2 separate regions of the Loxodonta africana genome follow, and region 2 is linked to region 1. The links are chromatin contacts, called in public Hi-C maps. All regions are on one chromosome and are shown on one strand. The core of a region is the stretch at or near the end of the contact, and the rest is flanking DNA. Distances in the headings are between cores, read along the strand shown. Region 1 holds the start of RSPO4 (R-spondin 4). Region 2 holds the start of SLC52A3 (solute carrier family 52 member 3).

The links. Hi-C and Micro-C count contacts between places; a contact is called where the count stands out from the background.
Region 2: a Hi-C map of fibroblasts shows a contact between it and region 1, with 3 times the contacts expected there. The contact joins the promoter of SLC52A3 here to the promoter of RSPO4 in region 1. A contact is called at or near these places in 2 of 3 Hi-C or Micro-C datasets (blood and fibroblasts).

The regions. Positions count from the first base shown.
Region 1 is chr24:29,799,596-29,804,682 of mLoxAfr1.hap2, forward strand. RSPO4 (R-spondin 4) reads left to right here and starts at 2,414. Exons shown (of 4, transcript XM_023550114.2): 1 at 2,414-2,642; 2 at 3,318-3,458. The coding sequence starts at 2,414.
Region 2 is chr24:29,973,146-29,978,232 of mLoxAfr1.hap2, forward strand. SLC52A3 (solute carrier family 52 member 3) reads left to right here and starts at 2,762. Exons shown (of 5, transcript XM_023550116.2): 1 at 2,762-3,462. It also overlaps the pseudogene LOC100654027.

The DNA.
Region 1 (5,087 bases), core at 1,164-3,663:
CCCAGTTAATATCCCAGCTCTTTTCTTCTGCCACTATCTCCCCTCTCAGCTTTGCCCTACTCTCTCCTGGCGCCCTTTCTCTGCTCAAAGAGGTGAGGGAAGGGGTCAGATCTGCAGGGTTGTCACACAAGGTGATGTCCAGCCAGGGCATGAGATGCTGGTCACCCCTTCTTGCAGGCACCCCAGTCTCTGTGAGCAGTTCTCTTGGATCTCCCCTCACTTGGTTTAGGGGTTCGGCAACAGAGGGAAAAGCCAAAGAAATGCCCCACTCCATAGCTGACAACTCCTAACTCCCACAAGCCCTGGTCTTTATGGGGTCAGCTTAATTAGGGGTCCTAAGGGGATGGTCAGGCTAGTAGGGATTCCTTATGAGCCTTGGAGGGGTTGTCTTTAGATTCTGAGTTATATTCTACCTCTTTCTCCCCGGTTTTGTGTCCTGGTTGCCAATTCTGGGGCAACAAATAATTCCCTCCCCCTTAACCTGATGCAGACGGTGGTGGCATAGTGGTTAAGTGCGATAGCTGCTAACCAAAAGGTCAGCAGTTTGAATCGAGGAGCTCCTTGGAAACTCTATGGGGCAGTTCTACTCTGTCCTATAGGGCCGCTATGAGTCAGAATCAACTTGACAGCAACAGGTTTGGCTTTCTTGATGTATTTGATGATGGCGGGAGCACTTAAGAGTTGTACAATGGCATGCGTGCGGTGTCTGACCTCCTCTCTCTTCACAAGGGTGAAGGGGAATCAAGATCAACAGCCCAAGGCTGATTCCTATGAGGCGGAGGTCAGACATGCCTCCTCTCTCCTCCATCTTTACCAATATCTTCACCAACCATCCCTCCCACGGCACTCTCTACTTCTCTGCTGGATTTGATAATTTATTGCAATGCCACACAGAACTCACAGACAGTACTCATGAATATGGGGTTTACCAGGGAAGTATTAGGTTACAATTCAGGCTCAGTCAGGATATAGCTCTTCCATCAGGACAGCCCCTCCCCAGCCATGCCACAGGCACATCTATCCCTGGCCCCCCAGCCTCTATCCTGCTCAGGCAAGTGTTACAAAGCTCTTTCAGCACCCTACTCTTCCAGCAAGGTTCCTGCCCAAAAGCACTCAGCTTTCTCACTCTGTAGGCTGGGAAGCCCAATGCACTGTCTCCTGCTGGTCTCTCCTGCCCCCATTTCTCTGTCACCTCTTCTCTCTGTCTTCGGCTCTCTCTCTCCTGGCTCCAGGAGCTTCTCGGTGCAGGGATCCCACATCCAAAGGAAATGCTCCGCTCCTGGCTATTTGTCTTTGGTGGTAGTGGGATTCTCTCCTTTTCCACCTCCGGGATAGCTCATTTCAAGCCCAGCGGGGTGGCAGAACTGACCAATCCCCTCATTAGGGTTCCATATGCCTTATTAGCATGGTCCCACCCAACCACTGGAGACCCTGGTGGTATAGTAGTTAAAGGTTGGCAGTTCAAATCCACCAGGTGCTCCTTGGAAACTCTATGGGGCAGCTCTACTCTGTCCTGTAGGGTCAATATGAGTCGGAATTGACTCGATGGCAATGGGTTTAACAGGTTACCCAATCATTTGGTGGGATTTACAAGACCACGGTGAGAAAGGCCTCACAAAACATTTCATCACACTGCAGGAGTCCCTTAGTGGTGCAGTAAACGCACTAGGCTGCTAACCAAAAGATTGGCAGTTCGAGTCTACCCTGAGGCACCTTGGAAGAAAGGCCTGGTGATCTACTTCCAAAAAACCAGACACTGAAGACCCTATGAATCACGGTCCTACTCTGACACACGTGGGGTCACCATGAGTCAGAGTTGACTTGACAGCAACTGGTGTGGGAGCATTTGATGATGGTGATGGTGAGGAGTGGAGTACTGTTCAGAAACCAAGCCAAAGGGTGAGCGTTTCACCCCACCCCTACATGCATGTGCACCCCTCACGCACTCAAAAATACAGTTTTAGTAAAAGTTAAATTTGTGAGTGACAGAAAATTCCAAATAAAAATGGTTTAAACGAAAGAGACTTATTTCTCTCTCATGTAACAGTCTATACAGCAGTCTACCCTCCTCAAGGACCCAGGCTCTTTTTATCTCATGTCTGCATCATCCTCAGCACATGACTTCCACTTCACGATCCAAGATGGCTGCTTGTGCTCCAGCCATCACGTTCACATTCCACCCAACAGGATGAGGGAATGACAATGGGCATGATTCTGTCCTTTATGGCAGCTCTCTAGAAGTTGCACACACTGCTTCATCCCATCCCATTGGCCAGAATTTGGCCACACAGCCATATCTAGCTGCAAGGGAAGCTGGGAAATGTGGTCTTTTGTCTGGGTGGCCATGTGTTCAGTTAATATCCCAGTTAGACAGTCTCAGCTGCACACACGTATGGTTTGACCATCTCTCTCTCCCTTTCCTCTACCCTTCCCTCCCCTGGTCTGGCTGGCAGTGGGCACTGGCCTGGGGGGCAACTGCACAGGCTGTGTCATCTGCTCTGAGGAGAATGGCTGCTCCACCTGCCAGCAGAGGCTCTTCCTGTTCATCCGCCGGGAAGGCATCCGCCAATACGGCAAGTGCGTGCACGACTGTCCACCTGGCTACTTCGGCGTCCGTGGCCAGGAAGTCAACAGGTGCAGAAGTACGTGGCTCCACCCTGTCCTGTGCAAACACTGGGCTCCTGGCCCACGTCCCACCAGCTCACCCCAACACAGCAATTGGGGAAGTAAGTCTGAGCCCAGATTCTGAGCTGCTTGGCTCCAGGATAGCCCTGCAGCCATGGGCATGTCAGTGCCCTTTCTGGTTCTCAGTACCAATGAGGCAAGGAATCTTCACTTCTACCCTAGAAGTTTGCTGTGTGACCTTGGACAAGTCACTCACCCTCTCTGGTCCTAGCGCAAATGGGAAAAGGAGTCCTAACTCCTAAATAAGTTTTTCTGTGACTTGGGAGGAATCATTACCATCTGTGAGCCTTCACTGAAATGGAGCTCAAATTGGCTGTGCAACTTTGGGCAAGTCACTTGCCCTGTCTGAGCCTCAGCTCAAATGAGAAAGGGAATCCTGACCTTTAAATTAAAGGAGGCATGTTACCTTGGGCATGTCACCTGCCCCCGCTGAGTCTCAGTTCAAATGAGAGAGTTCTCATATGTAGCCTAGTTTAACTTCAGGCAACGCTGGGCTTCAAAGGAGATACTGAGTCCTGATCCCAATGCTGCAGAGCCTGGGGCTACTCAGAGGGCCTTCCCACCTCAGGCAGCCCCAGAGCGCCCCCTCCCCGGCAGCCATCCTCACCAAGGCGTTCCTGGCTCTGTTACAGAATGTGGGGCCACGTGCGAGAGCTGCTTCAGCCAGGACTTCTGCATCCGGTGCGAGAGGCAATTTTACCTGTACAAGGGGAAGTGTCTACCCACCTGCCCGCTGGGCACTGTGGCCCATCAGAGCACACGGGAGTGCCAGGGTGAGTGGGGGCCTCCTTGCCTTGCCCAGCCCTGCCCCCTTCCAGCCCCTCCCTGGAGCAGGAAACCTGGAGGAAGTGGTAGTAGAATGCCACGTGGTGATGGGAGGCTCAATAGTACCATGTCAGGTACCTGCACATAGTAAGTCTTCAGTGCACTAGAACCATCATAACCGTTATTATTATTATTACTACTACCAACATTGGCATTATTACTACTGTGGGAGGCAGCAAAGTAGAGAAGAAGAGCACTGATTTGGGAATAAGACAGACCTGGGTCTGAATCCCAAGCCTAAAATTTACCCACTAGTGACCTCATGCTAGTCACTTAAACTCTATGTCCCTCAGTTTCTCCACTTATTAAAATTACAATAGCGCCTACTTCATAGGGGGGTGTTATGAGAATTAAATTAATTAATACAATGTCAAGTACTTAATACTGTCACATATTAAGCACTCAATAAATATTAGCTGTTGTTATTATTACTGCTGTAATTCTTTTCTGGCACTTCCTTTTCAGACGCCTCTGTGAGCTCATCTTCTGTGGTCAGTCCCTTACATGAAGTCATTCCCCAGCGTTCTTGCCTAAACCATGGCTTCTCTGCTCACACATGCCCTCTGGGCTCGCATTCTCGGTCATTTCAAAAGCTGATGGCTCCTGACTCACTGTCCTAGCCACGTCCCTCCCCAAGCAGCCACCCTGCCCTTTGGACACTTTCTTTCCACCCTTCCCACCCCCAGCCTGGTGCTCCTTCTCAGTTTCTTTCTATTAATTACCAGCTCCATGACTCATGGGGTGGTGCCTTGTCTTGACACTTCCCTCTCACCTACATCCCATCCAACCTATTCATTCACTCAAAAAATATTTACTGAGTACTGCCATCTGCCAGGCACTCTGTTAGGTGCTGGAGACTTAACAGTGACTTCTCTGCCCTCGTGGATGTGACATTTTAGTGGCGAGACAGAAGAGACACACAAGAATATGCACATAGTATGTCAGGTTGCTAAAAGAAAATTGGAGGTGGGGCGGAAAGCAGATTAGAGCTGCCAGGGAATGCAAAAGTTGGAAACAAAGGATCAGGAGTTGGAAAATATAGTCTTGGTGATAGAAATGATGCCGGAGGTTGCATGAAAGAATTTTGCAAGACCAACGACTCCCTTATTGCAAATACAAAGTAAAGCATTATAATGACATGTGTAAAGAGCTGGAGATAGAAAACCAAAAGGGAAGAACACACTCAGCATTTCTCAAACTGAAAGAACTGAAGAAAAAATCCAACCCTCAAGTTGCAATAGTGAAGGATTCTATGGGAAAATATTAAACGATGGAGGAAGCATCAAAAGAAGATGGAAAGAATACACAGAGTCATTATACCAAAAAGAATTGGTTAACATTCAACCATTTCAAGAAGTGGCATATGATCAGGAACCGATGGTACTGAAGGAAGAGGTCCAAGCTGCACTGAAGGCATTGGCGAAATACAAGGCTCCAGGAAGTGACAGAACGCCAACTGAGATGTTTCAATAAACGGACGCAGCACTGGAAGTGCTCACTTGTCTATGCCAAGAAATTTGCAAGACAGCTACCTGGCCAACCGACTGGAAAAGATCCATATTTATGCCTATTCCCAG
Region 2 (5,087 bases), core at 1,512-4,011, 170 kb after region 1:
ATGGGATTACAACCATAGGTATAAGGGTTAGGATGTATAATACATATTTTGGGGGGACACAAATTCAGTCCATAACAGGGGGGTTATAGATGCTAATTCTAATAAGATATAACCAGTCACCTCAATGGATGGGTTCTCTTGGTTTGAGGGCTTAGGATCATGGTCTTGTGGGACAATCCAGTCAATTGGTATAATATAGTTCTTAAAGTTTACGCTCTACCTCTCAGTATGGTGAGTAGTGTCTGGGGTCTTAAAAGCTTACAAGCAGCCCAAGATGTAACTATTGGTCTCTATTTGTCTGGGACAAAAGAGAAGGAACCCAAGAATGAGAGAAAGAACCATACTATAGGACTAATTGTCTCCATGAACAACTGCTTTCTCTACCTTTAGACTGAAGAGCTAGGTGGTGCCTGGCTACCACTATTGAACATTTTGATCAGGGACATAGAGCTTCCTAATAAATTTTCTAGGCTGTAATCTTTACAAGAACAGATTGCCAGGTCTTTTCTCCCTCGGAGCACCTGGTAGGTTCAAACCATCAACCTTAGAGTTAGCAGCGTAGCCTCTAACCACTGCACCACCAGGGCTCCTTTCTACCTTTTGGAAACAAATTCCCAGGCCTTTCTTCTGAGGCTCCTCCGAGTGGATTTGTACTGCTAATCGTTTGGTTGTAGTCAAGTGCTTAGCCATTTGCGCCACCCTGGGACTGGCTATACAAATACACACTCATGAGAACCCAGTGATGGCTGCCTCTGGGAAGGGGACTGAAGGACTGCAGGTCCACATATGTCACATATCAGTTAAGAAGTAAAAACAGCCTAAGAGGTGCTTGTGAGAAGATGGCCTGAGGTGAGACCACAGCAGCAGAAATTCTGGTCGGACCTTCCGAACTTCCTAGTGGAGGCAGGAGGGGAGTAGTCCTGGGAGGAAGGGATTTGGACCTGGGGCAGCCTTGGCAGTGGCTGTTGAAGTTTTAGATGGAGGGCACAGAGAGGATGAGTGCCCTAGGCTCCCCCAGAAACAAATCCCTGCATCCTAGAGACCCGAAGTGCTTGATACTAAGGCTTCCTGAGCATCTGCCTGCTGAGCAAGGGATGCAGTCCCCTCCCCAGGCCCAGTAGGCTCCGCTCATCTCTCGCTCCGACCATTCGCTGGAGAGCAATTATTTACTAAATGAATAAATGTCTTGGAAAATAATGCAAAAAGCAGGCTAGAATTCTTAGTAGAAGTTAACATGGAATGAGCTTTTACTAGGCACCAGGCTCTGTGTGAGCCATTTTACACAGCGTGGGTGTGGACTTTGAGCCTGGGTTCAAATTCCGGCCTACACTTACCGGCTATAGCATCTTGAACAAATTGCTGAACCTCTTTGAGCTAGTTTCCTCATCTGTAAAGTGGAGAATAAAACTAGCACGTGCCCCATAGGGTTGACTTAATCAGACATTAACTTAATTGATTAATTAAGACTTAATTAAAGAACTATATGGGATCGAATTGGGACATTAGCTATTTGTATTTGCCGGGGTACCTCAAGAGGCATCAAAGACCAACTTTGGCATATATCCATGTATCAGCTGTGTGACACCATTCAAGATTCTTGACTTCTGGGCCTCAGTTTTCTGTTCTGTAAAGTGGGGATGTTGTTGTTCTTAGGTGCTCTTAAGTTGGCTCCAACTCATAATGACCCTATGTAAAACAGAATGAAACAGTGCCCGATCCTGCACTGTTCCCACAATTGTTCTTATGTTTAGCCCATTGTTGCAGCCACTATGTCAATCCATCTCATTGAGGATATTCTTCTTTTTTGCTGACCCTCTACCAAGCATGCTGTCCTTATCCAGGGACTAGTCCCTCCTGATAATATGTCCAAAGTACTTGAGATGAAGTCTTGCCATCCTTTCTTTTAAGGAGCATTCTGGGGATACCTACCCCTACCCATTGCTGTCGAGTCGATTCCAACTCATAGTGACCATATAGGACAGAGTAGAACTGCCCCATATGGTTTCCAAGGAGCGCCTGGTGGATTTGAACTTCCTACCTTTTGGTTAGCAGTCGTAGCTCTGAACCACTACACCACCAGGGTTTCCATTCTGGGGATAGTGACAGAAAAAAAAATATATATATATATATATACAGTCATCTAATCAATTATGTCATGGTGACTGCATGTGTTATAGAGCAGAACTGCTCCAGAAGGTTTTCTTGACTGTAATCTTTAAGGAAGCGGATCACCAGGCCTTTCTCCTCTGGCATTGCTGGGTAGATTTGAACCGCCAACCATTAGATTAATAAACCAAAGACAAAAACCGTTGCCGTCAAGTGGATTCCAACTCACGGCAAACCTACAGGACTGAGTAGAACTGTCCATGTAGGGTTTCCTAGGCTATAATCTCCACGGAAGGCGGCTGTCACGTCTCCTCCTACTGCCCCCGCCTCCCTGTTCCCACCCCCCACCCCGCAGGGCAGCTGGTGGGTTCAAACCTCCAACTCTTTGGTTAGCAGCCTAGCGCTTTAACTGCTGCGCCACCAGGGCTCTTTAGGTTAATAAACCCGTTGCCATCTAGTCGATTCCGACTCTTAGCGACCCTATAGGACAGAGTAGAACTGCCCCATGGGGTTTCTGAGGTGGATTAGAACGGCCAACCTTTTGGTTAGCAGCTGATGTCTCAGCCACTGCTTAACTCATTACCTTTGAGTTGATTCGACTCATAGCGACCCAATAGGACAGGGTAAAACCGCCCCATAGGGTTTCCAAGGAGCGCCTGGTGAATTTGAACTGACGACCTTTTGGTTAGCAGCCAAACGCTTAACCGCTACACCATCAGGGCTCCACTGCTTAGATGAGCGCAAACCGTTGGCGCCACCCGTAGTGTTTTCCCCAGGAGGCTACGGTGAGGCTTAAATGTGTCAGTGCGTGTCAAGCCCTGGAATAACAGCGCCTGGCACAGGCTCAGCGCTCAGCGCGCTGTGGCTGTTTAATTTCCGCCCTGTGAGGAGGGCGCTATTATTATCCCCACTTTACAGTTTACACTTGGCCTTAAAAGTAACTTGCTTAAACTCCAGCGTTTGAACCAAGAGTTTCCGCTCCAGGGAGCCCTATTCCTGTGTGAAAGGGATTATAACAACTACAGAGTGGAGCCAGGGACCCCAGGGTGGGGCCAGGGGCAACCTTCTGGGCAATTCTTCTGCCCTCTGGGGGTCAACGCTCGTGAACTGGGGAGCAGGAAGTGCTCGATAATGTCAGCCATTTATTGTTTCTGTTGTCTCCTCATCTTGTTTCTCCTCGCAGCGGGGCTCTGGCCAGGTCCCCCGCACACAGTAGGCGCTTGGTGGAGCCGGGAGCTCCGCCCACCGTCCTCCTCCCTTTCCGTCACCTCGAGGTGGAGGCGGGCAGGTTAATACTAACCCAGCCGCCGCCTCGGGCTCCTCCCTAGCAGTTCCACTCCGGGACTGGACCGGCAGGTACGCGGTAGAGCCAGGCGGCCCAAGTCTGCGAGGGTACAGCTGCAGGTACCGGGGGCGAGCCGCTGGCACGATTAGAGTACGGGGCTGGGTGGGGAGGAGCGCATGTCTGGGCACAGCGGATGGCCTGTGGCTTTGCCCTTAGTTCCTGGGCGGAGGAATAGGAGGGAAGGAGGGCCTCTTCCTCAGCGCCAGCCGCTCGGGTTGGGGTTGGGACAGACCCAGCTGAGCCGGCTCGGGTGGATTCCAGACCCCTCCTGCCCCCTCAACCCTCAGCCAAAAGACTGGGTCCCCGCTGATCCCTCCCCAGCTTCTTCTCCACCCCATCGGGGTATCTAGACGGCCACTGCTGCCAGGTCAGCTTGAGCCTCCCAGCCTGGTGTGGGGCTAGGAGTGTGGGAACCAGCACCATGGGTGAGGGCATCCCACCTGGGGGAGGCTGCTCTGCCAAGGTCAGCCCCGTGGGAGGTGGAAACCTCCCCCCCAGGCCCCGGGGGAGAGGAAACAAAGGAACTCACAGTCTTGCAGGCCAGCCTGCACACTCTTTATCTTGGGCATTCTCCCTGGCAGCCAAGCCCAGCCAAGGAGCATCCCCAGAGCCTTACACAGTTGGAGAAACTGAGGCCCAGGGAGGGCAATGGTCAGGGAGTCCAGGCAAGATGACCGCCACAGCCTGGGATGGGCACACACAGCCACCTCTCTGGGCCTTGGTTTTCCCCATCTGCATGATGGGGACATTGAGTTGAGATGAAATCCATGGGGACTCAGCTTGAAGGTGACGAACAGTGGAGAAGGTCTCCTGATAGCCTCCAGCTGATATCACTTGGGAGTGGAGCCGCTGCCTGCTGACCCCTGCAAAGCAAGACCAGCTGTGGTGCCAGGGGGTTGGGTAGCCCAGCCCTTGGCTAATCAGATGGCCACCTGGGTACTGGGGGAGAACAGGACCCTGCTCACATGGGGAGTAGTAACCAAGCCGACTTAAATAATAAAGCAGATGGCTGGAGCAAAGGCCTGGGTAGGGCTGCATGGGCTCAGAGGGCCAAGGGCAGACAGGGCACTCCTGCCTGCTGGGGGAGGAGATGGCCCAAGCCACACACTCCTTCCACCCTTTCTTTTACCCAGCCTGCCCCGCCTTTGAAAGATCTTGGTTTTGATGCAAGAATGAGGGACACCTTTGCTCTGGAACTGAGCCCTCTGGTTTCTCTGTCCTTCAGGGAGGGTCTTAGCTGCCTCATTCAAAGCCTGAGATCTCTGGCCTCTTCAGTCTCAGAGGAGGCCCTGGGTTCTTGAGAAGCAGATATGTCTTGGAGACTGTACCCCATTTCCCCCCCTTCCTGGCCCAGTGATGGGGAGGCTGAGGGGAGTGGAAAGGGAGCCTGCCCTACAGCCTCTTGATAAACCCTTCCCGGTCCCCTCATCCCCAGTGCCCTGCTCAGACTGGGTTAAGAGGGCTGGGTCTGCAGTCAGACATGCCTGAGTTCAAATCTCAGCTCCACATGACCAGCTGTATGACCTTGGGCAAGTTATTTTCCGTTTCTGAGCCTCAGTTTCTTTGTCTGTAGAAAGGATAGAATCATAACACCTACCCCAAGGTTGTTGAGAAGATTTGATGGATAATATGTTTT